Regions from separate parts of the Mus musculus genome. Here all the other regions are linked to region 2. Evidence: chromatin contacts called from public HiChIP or PLAC-seq and promoter capture Hi-C data. All regions are on one chromosome and are shown on one strand. Each heading gives the region's core, a stretch centred on a gene start, on an enhancer-like site or on the middle of the called end of the contact. The rest is flanking DNA. Distances are from core to core; before and after follow the strand shown. Region 1 has its middle 30 kb from the start of Dact1. Region 2 holds the start of 9630002D21Rik (a long non-coding RNA gene). Region 3 holds the start of Tomm20l (translocase of outer mitochondrial membrane 20-like).

Region 1 (2,883 bases), core at 217-2,716, 300 kb after region 2:
TGTGGGGTGTTCTCACTCGGCCTACAAGAGATTGACACATCAGCGGTAGCTAGGCAGAGGCAGTCTCATTCAGGTCAGCAGGTCGTGCTGAGTCATTTTGAAGCAAATAACAGGTCTCAAAAATCGAGCCAAGCTCCGGTTTGTCCTCAAGGGCCAAATAGGGCCCAACAGAATCCCACTGATAAAGTTCTTGCCATCCTATCTGCATCACCACGCAAAACTCTTAAACACTCTGTGCCCATCACCTCTAAACTTAGAGAATCAATGTTGATTTCTTCAGTTCCTGTGACGAGCAAACACAGAACTATGGTACCATACCCAGTGCTTAGCTGTCATTGGCCGTAACTACTTATCACAGAAAAGGTTGGAGAGCCTCCAGTTATTAAAAACGGAGCTACACCTGGGAGAAATAAGCTGCTACTGAAGAAGACACTGCCCAGCAAGCAGTGTCAGAGCTAGATTCCCAGCTACAGAGTGTTCTGTCATTTCCAGCTCAATGGCTTCATGCCTTTTTAATCTGTATGTCATTCAGAGTTACACACAGTCCTCCAACTGAAAACAAACAGCTTCACTTTATCATGGTGCAAAAGCATTGTACATTTAATAGAAGCCCTGCTACCGATTTTGAGTTTTGAATTCTGCCCCATCCCTCCGGAAGCTACCAAGATTCATACAGTCCTTGCTTAGTCACCATAGAGCACAGTCAGCTATACAACCAGGAAAGAGGATGACAGTGTGATCTGTGAATACCTATGACGGTTTTTTTTTCTTTTGCAGGTTACGAACGTTACCGTGTTATAATTCAAGATTAGTTAATCAGACTAAAACCCTACCATAAACTCGGCACATCTGTATAGTGAAGAATATTGGGTCTAATTAATCGGTCTATAGCCCTAGAAGCCCATTACTGCAGGTAGAGAGGTTGGATATCAGATCCCTATGGAGTCAATACACAAAACTTTTTAAAATCCTGGTCACCCAGCACATTCTTCCCAGAGACAAGGTATCAGCCAGATTGCTTTCCTGGCAGCTGTAACAAACTCCCACTCAATACATGAGGGCTACCTTGCACTCATCTCAGTGACAGTGGAGTGCCAGCTACTAGAACATCCAGCCCTTTGAAAAGCCAGAGACTACAATAGTGACTAGGGTGCGTCCCTTTTGAGTCTGATGTGGTAAATCCTCCCTCACTGAGCTGCCTGCCTAAAAGCTGGCTCCCGTCTTTGTTAGGAATTCTGGTCACAAAAAAAAAAAAAAAAAAAACCAAAAAAAAAAAAAAAAAAAAACCTCCAATAAAATGCTGCAGGCGCATCAATAAAGGATATAATGAATCAAATGAGCCTCGTTCCCTACATTTACATGCAAAGGATATCAAAGGAGCATCCCGCTTGTTCCTGAGACCACACAATGGATTCTTTTGTGTGAGGGGAAGGAAGATATATGAAGCTGAATTAGGAAGCAATTCCAATTAAAAGGGTTGTGTTTAAGGCTCCAAAGACAATGCAGCCTTTGCTAGACAGTTAGCTATTACTAGTGTCTGGCTGCCGAGGTGGTTTTGTGGTAATTGAACTGGATCCGAGGGGAAGGAACACAGCAATCCTACCTCTTCGGGGAAGGAACACAGCAATCCTACCTCTTCGTATTAGTCTCTGGGACTCCCAACTTCCTCCGGGATAATGATAACCCCTGCCCAAGAGGGTTGCTGTGGGAATGACAAGAAATAAGGCACAGGGATGACTCTGGGCAGTGCCAGGCACGTGCTAAGAAGGTCTGCTCAGCTACAGCTGTGACTTCCTCCCTCTGGGCTGGCACCTTGCCTGTGTGCATGGGCCAGAAGGACACAGATGACAAGTGAGTGGGCTCAACAGTATGTCTGGATATGGATAGCACCCGGAACACGGTAAAGGGAACGTTGTCCTTTGTCACAAAGGCAAGCCCAGGTGGGTAAGATGGTTCAATGGGTAAATGTGTTTGCTGCCAAGTCAGATGAGCTGAGTTTGATTCTCAGGATCTACGTGGTGGAAGGAGAGAACTGTACACCAACACACCCACACACACATATCAAGCCAGGCTTCCTGTCCTGGAGAAATGAGGCTCTTTTTTTTCCAGATATTGGAAACCTGGAAGATGCCGTTTAAATTAACCCCCACATTTCCTATACATCTCTCGTATTTGGCAGCCTTGGGATCAGAATTAATAAATTTCACCCCAGAGATAATTTTTTTCCTATGCTATATCATCTGTAGCTTTCTTCAAGAGTCGCCACTTTTTTCTTGTTCTTTTCCTCCTGTTTTTGAAACATGGTCTCATTATGTAGCCTTGGCTGGCCTGGATGTCAGTATTTTGTCTAAGCTCTGCCCCACAGTTACCTGACAATAGCCAGGTCTGTCTGACTCACTATAAAAGGGGCTGCTTGCCTCTCCTCTCTTTCTTGCTGTCTTCCTGCTCCCTCTCTGTCTTCTCATCCCTTCCCCCTTCCCTCCATATTCCCTCCCCCTCTCTCCATGTGCTTATGACTGGCCTCTTCTGCCCTCCCTCTTCCCTGCCCCCCTTTCTCTGTCTCTACTACCCTCTCAACTCCCTCCCCATGTCCTGAATAAACTCTATTCTATACTACAACATTGTGTGGCTGGTTCCTCAGGGAGAAGGGATGCCTCAGCATGGGCCCTTGGAGGCACCCCCTTCCCCCATACCTTGCCACACATCCACCAAACATATTTCTCCCCCTTACCTTTTTATAATACACAACATTGGAATCACTCACACTAAGTTCAAAGTCTTCCTGCCTCTGCCTCTCTAGTGCCAGAATTGAAGGTGAATACCACCCACCCTGCCCAGCCATGTCCAGCCTCGCCTGGCTAGGTTTCTTTAAGAACAAAAAGA
Region 2 (2,867 bases), core at 105-2,604:
ATCTGTGACGTGAATTGAAGTTGCATTTTTTTTTTCATGTGTTTTGCGAGTTCCTACTAAGGTCCCAGGAGAGGCGGGGTGGCTGGAGTGTAATCAGAGGCATCTATTTGTCGCCAGCTGCAGTGACTCTCTGCTTAAGTCTGGAACAAGGTCATCACTCTCAGCCTGTCACGCACAAGCGCACAGCGGGCCTGGCAGAGGCTCATTAGTATGCCACACATTCCATCAGCTAAATTTGCTATTTCATTTAGAATGCCTCTGATTGCATTTTTTATATATACATTCCCGGGCTCCTCAGAGGAACGGATGCCACTATTAGTGAGCTGACAGGCAGTCGAGCATACGTTGATGTGTTTGCCATTAAACTATGGGGGAGAGTTATTAAAAACATTTGGCTATCAACTATGAATTTGGTTAGAATCATTTAAGATATAGAAGTACTTTTAAACAAAAGAATAGGAAATAAATAAATCAATCAAAGAAGATTGGTGGGAGAAGAAGATCACTTAAATAAGTTGGAATTTACTAGAAATGATTTGTTTTGCTCTATAATTATGACCATATAAAAGAAAATGAATGCAGATATTTTAAGGCTATAAAAACATTCAGTTGACATTGGGCATTGGCTCCTACTGCTGCAAAAGACACATTACACATTTTGCAAACCTGATATTTTTGTTTAAACTGAGTATGTCCCTTTAAAAGATAATTAATGTTTATGGTAACCATGCTCTTCTCTATATTTCTTCAGACGTGATGGACCAGATGACATTTGTCTTACTACCTCACAGAAGAAGCAAGTGAGGCATCCTCTCCTATGGGCTGTGAGAGAGATGTACAATTTATGCTTCTACCAAGCGAGCTACTAAAACATGGAAATTTATGATTTTTGCCCCCTAGAAAAACCTCATTAAGCTCCTTGAAGAAATGCAAACCTCGTGAGCAGTAATCAAAGCCTATGAAGCCCCCAGAGCGGTTAACAGAGCCCACTTCATCAGACAGTCCCACCGGGGACAGAGCTGCCCGGGGACACGCTTCTTACTGAATTCATTATTGAAACTCCACTGCAGAGTCACCAGGCTAAACATCCCCCCATGCTAGAATGTTCCATAAGAAGCTTTCCTGAGAACATACTGACCTTTTGTTATTGCCAAATTCCCAGGAATCATCATCACGGGCGGCATCTGGAAGTACCCCACGCCAGGCAGATCCACGGGCAGAACAGTCCAGGCATAGGCAATGGCAGCCCATCACCAAGGACAGAATTCTGTACAACATAAACCTTCCTGTGAGTCACTGTAACTTAAAACTGCGGCTCCTGTGGGCAGCATCACGCAGCACCCGTGCCTATTCTATTTCGTTTTGTTTCTTTGGTTTTATTTGTTTTGTTTTGTTTGGGGGGGGGGGTGGGTGGCAGGGTTTCTCTGTGTAGCTCTGCCTATCCTGGATTTCTCTATTTCTACTAAAAGAAATTTCGGGCTTATGAGTCTGAATGAAACTACATTTAACCCATGAGATGAGGAAGGTGCCCTTTGTGGAGAATGGGCAAGAAGTTTGTGTTTGTGTGAGTGGATACCATGAGTATGCTGGAGTTAGCAGAGACCAGAAGAGGGCGTCAGAACCCCTAGAACTGACATTACAGTTAGGAGCATCCCATGTGAGGGCTGGGTATCAAAGGTTCTGCAAGATCAAGTGTAACCTCCCCACCCTCGGCCTGAAACCTGTTAGCTCAGGTTTCACTATTAGCAGGAAGGGAGCGTGGGGTGGAGCCTGCCGCCCCGCCCCATCGTTCTGCCACTCCCACTGCTGCTACCTGCTACCTGCCGCCTAGCTGCTCCGGAGCCAAGCACGTGGTCACCTGCAACTGGACTCCAGGATTGTTTGGCAGGAATGAGCCCCTTCCCCCTTCTTCATAACCCAGTGCACTGAATAGTAAAATTGAGCTTTGATTAGAAACCGGTTGTCTTAGCTCCGTTCTTTCTCCCGTCAGTCTAGTTCCTTTTCTTTCAGCTCGAGTCTGCCATCTCAGCCATACCAGTTCCTCGCGAGCCGCTGGACGGCCCGCGACAATCAAGGAGTGCTTTTAACCACTGAACTATCTCTCCAGACACTCTCCACCTACCCGACCCCCACCCCCACCTCACCCCACCCCACCCCCATCTTAATTTCCTACCGTTGCTGTGACAAAGTACAAGTGGAATAAACCAGCACAAGGGTTGTATGTCATCATCTTGGAGATGACATGTCTTAAATCACTCTGCTGTCAGGGCCCAGCTCCCTCTGAAATCTGATGTGGTCGATCCCTCCTTTTCTAGCTTCTGCCATTTATCAGCAATCCTTGGCATGCTCCTTAGCTTGAGGCTGCACTGCCCCACCTTCTGCCTCTGTTGTCCCACAGCCCTCTGGTCTCTTGTCTTCCTTTTCTTCTGAGGCCATCAGTCATACTGATTAGCACCCAACCTAATATCCTTGTTTTAACTGGATAACATCTGCTAAGACACAATTACCAAGGAAGGTCACATTCACAGGTTGCAGGACCAGGACATCGATCTGTCTTTTGGGAGATACTGCTTAACCCAAAATAGACCACTTTAGCTGGAAGAGTCTGCAATACTACAGGCAGATGACACAAGATGCAAACCAAGAGAGACATGGCCGAGGAAGACAGAGGGAACCTTGTTAGGGAAAGAGTATAGGCCACGAGTGGATTCATCAAGCTAAGACAATAAGTAAACTGAAGTCAATGCATATCAGATACAGTCACGGAAAAGGCTCTGTTGAGTCTAAAGAAAGCAGTTTCTGTATTGTGGTGAGGGCTGTGACCACATCGAAGTAGGCAGCAGCAAGTGTAGGCTGGTTTCTCCAGA
Region 3 (2,700 bases), core at 25-2,524, 470 kb after region 2:
TTTCTTAGCTCCAGTCCCAGGCGATCAGATGCTCTCTTCTGACCCCTAAATGCTACCATTGATAGCCACATATGGCTGGGAAAACATCCATACACACTAGAATAAGAGGCAGTTTTTAAAAGTGACTAATACAGACAGTATTAATTCATCAGGTTAAAAAGCACTTTCCAGCAAACCTGACCCCCTGAGTTAGACACATGGGACCAGCGACAGAAGTGACTGGACCTCACAAGTTGTCCTCTGACCATCACATATGGGCCATCTTCCTCCTCTGTCTAAAAAATAATAATCACCATCAAAACCCAACTAGTCAATCATAATCTATGTTGGCCTGGGGGGCCTAGGCATCCTGTGAGGATATGAGAAGGACCAAGTTTCTCTTCTTTCTTCTAAGTTAAAAAAAAAAAAAAGAGTGCCCGTCCCTACCACATGTAATTTACAGATGCCTTTCTCTCTCTAACAGTGTTCTCTTTGGCCCAGGCTAACCTTGAACTCCCTCCTGTCTCAGCCTCCCAAGCGATGATTCTGCACACTGAGTATCAAGCCCTGTTTATACTTAAAAACAAAACATAAACAATAAGAAAAACTTTTTTTTTAAATGTGTATGGGTGTTTTGCCAGCATGTATGTCTGCAACCATGTGCATCTCTGTCGCTTCCTGGAGGACAGAAGAGGGTGACAGATCCCTTGGGATTGGAGTTACAGATGGTTGTGAGCTACCCTGTGGGTGCTGGCAATCAAACCTGAGTCCTCTGAAAGAGCAGCCAACCCTCTTGGCCGCTGAGCCATCCCACCAGATCTTCATAATGTGTCCTTACCAGACCCACTTTTCCTTTCTTTCCTTCCCCTTTATAATTAGAAGGTTAAAACTTTATAAAGCAGGTGTGCCACACTGGCAGGCCTCTTCTCCCTGGGCTTCTAGAAGGTTCCTTGGCGGGTCTGCTGCACCTCACCTGCCTGGCGGGCGCCTGGGCCTTGGGCTGTCCAGCTCTTCTCTCTGCAAACACAGGCACGAGCTGGCTGGGAAAGCCAGGTAGCATGGACACGGGTGACCGGGGCACCGGTTTGGGAACCAGCCCGGGCTTGGCCGCCCTCCCTCCCGCCGACCGCACTGGCACTCACTGTCCTGCAGGCGGCGGCGGAATGCGGGGTCTCGGTGCCGCCTCCAGTCCAGGTAGACGCAGTAGCTGAGTAGGACGACCGCGCCGCCCGCTGCCAAGCCCGCCAGGAGACCGACGCCAAGACGGACGCTGGGCATTGGGTTGCCCTGCGAGCGTTGGGCACGGGCCAGCCACACGTGAGCAAACCCCGGGTCCCGAACCCAGGACTCGGGAATTCTGAGCCTTCTCCAGCCTGACAAGACCATTTCCTGTGGCCAGGGCATGCAGTGTCCTTGGGTCGCCTGGATTTCCCTTGCACTTCAATTGGCCCCACGTTATCTCAACTTAGCCCTGGTCAGGCTGGCCAGCCTCCTCCTGTAGGTCCCCAGAACACTCACAATCCAAGTTCTCCACCCACCATAACTCAGGAGAGGGAAAGGAATCGGAAGTAATAATATAGAAGAAAAGCAAACAAAATCATTTTGCCGGTGCTTTTCCCTTTATGTTTGTTTTATTCAGCAAACACAACAAAAGAATACACAGATTTTGTCTCAAAGATCATAAAGGCATTACAAAGCTAAACCTTGTTGTTTTCGTCGTTGTTTTTCAGAGACAGGTTTTCTCTGTAGCAGTGGCTGTCCTGGAACTCACTCTGTAAACCAGGCTGGCCTAGCCTCTGCCTCCCTGAGCACTGATGCTGGGATTAAATTCGTTTGTAATTTACATGTATGGCTGTTTGCCTGTAGGTGTATATCCATGTGTGATGGGCATGCTCAATGCCTACAAAAGAAGGTGTCTGGTCCCTGGAACTGGAGTTACTGACAGTTGTGAACAACCATGTGTACACTGGTAAACCCTTGCCCTCTACAAGAGCAACAAATGCTCTAAACCACCAAGCCATCTCTCCTAGGCCTGTTTTAATTCTTTACTTTGTTTGTTTGCTTGCTTGCTTGTTTTTGTTGAGACAGGGTTTCTCTGTGTAGCCCTGGCTGTCCTGGAGCTCACTCTGTAGACCAGGCTGGCCTGGAACTCAGAAATCCACCTGCCTCTGCCTCCCCAAGTGCTGGGATTCAAGGCGTGCGCCACCACCACCCAGTCTGCTTTAATTTTCAACCGTCCATGTAGCTCATGGTGGCCTGAAACTCTCCATCCTCCTGCCTCAGTTCCAAAGTCCTTAAATAGTTTTTGTTGTGCATTATTCAACTGTACTTACTAATTCACTGTTAACTACCATTATTGTCATAGCAAGGCACCCTATCTGCCCTGAATACCAGTGAGATTAAGAAGTCCCTGTCCTTGGTCTTAGACGTAGTGAAAGTTACACACTGCTTTCCTGAATAGTGCATGTTCTTCCTATGATAACTAAAGTCTTCTATTTGCAAAAGTTTATTATAAAAACAAAAACTGGCTGTCATTACAGGACAACGTCATGGTCTGTTGTAGCTGGGACTGTTGTGTGACAACATTTTCCCTGGGGAGACAACACACACATTTCCTCACCTCAGGTAGAAGTCCTACAACTGACCTAAGTACAAACACCACCGAAATCCAACTTGGTGAACCAGTGAGTTTTTATTGGAGTTACAGGAGTCGGGGTTCGG

Evidence for each region. Promoter capture Hi-C pulls out the DNA fragments that hold promoters and counts their contacts. HiChIP or PLAC-seq counts read pairs in DNA pulled down with a chosen protein or histone mark.
Region 1: a contact with region 2 is called in an H3K4me3 HiChIP or PLAC-seq map of stem cell-derived neural progenitor cells, with 18 read pairs. The contact joins the enhancer-like site here to the promoter of 9630002D21Rik in region 2. A contact is called at or near these places in 1 of 15 datasets of contacts at CTCF or cohesin (the NIH/3T3 cell line), 1 of 484 Hi-C or Micro-C datasets (nephron progenitors), 2 of 115 datasets of contacts at active chromatin or transcription factors (embryonic basal ganglia and stem cell-derived neural progenitor cells) and 1 of 9 other capture datasets (embryonic stem cells).
Region 3: a promoter capture Hi-C map of liver shows a contact between it and region 2, with 4 times the contacts expected there. The contact joins the promoter of Tomm20l here to the promoter of 9630002D21Rik in region 2. A contact is called at or near these places in 3 of 39 promoter capture datasets (embryonic stem cells, liver and stem cell-derived epiblast-like cells).

What each region holds. Positions count from the first base shown.
Region 1 is chr12:71,278,599-71,281,481 of GRCm38.p6, reverse strand. It overlaps a transcript of 2700049A03Rik not described here. Among named protein-coding and RNA genes, the nearest start is that of Dact1, 30 kb to the left of the region's middle. Within about 2 kb of position 1,466, at least 18 of the 459 cell types and tissues checked have an H3K27ac peak or open chromatin away from gene starts, as enhancers often do. A contact at or near this core is called in stem cell-derived neural progenitor cells, where this site is marked.
Region 2 is chr12:71,576,418-71,579,284 of GRCm38.p6, reverse strand. 9630002D21Rik (a long non-coding RNA gene) reads right to left here and starts at 1,354. Exons shown (of 3, transcript XR_872814.1): 1 at 1,139-1,354.
Region 3 is chr12:71,110,002-71,112,701 of GRCm38.p6, reverse strand. It overlaps Tomm20l (translocase of outer mitochondrial membrane 20-like), which reads right to left and starts at 1,274. Exons shown (of 5, transcript NM_029227.1): 1 at 1,122-1,274; 2 at 953-996. The coding sequence starts at 1,257. It overlaps Gm32906 (a long non-coding RNA gene), which reads left to right. Exons shown (of 3, transcript XR_381662.3): 3 at 1,009-1,951.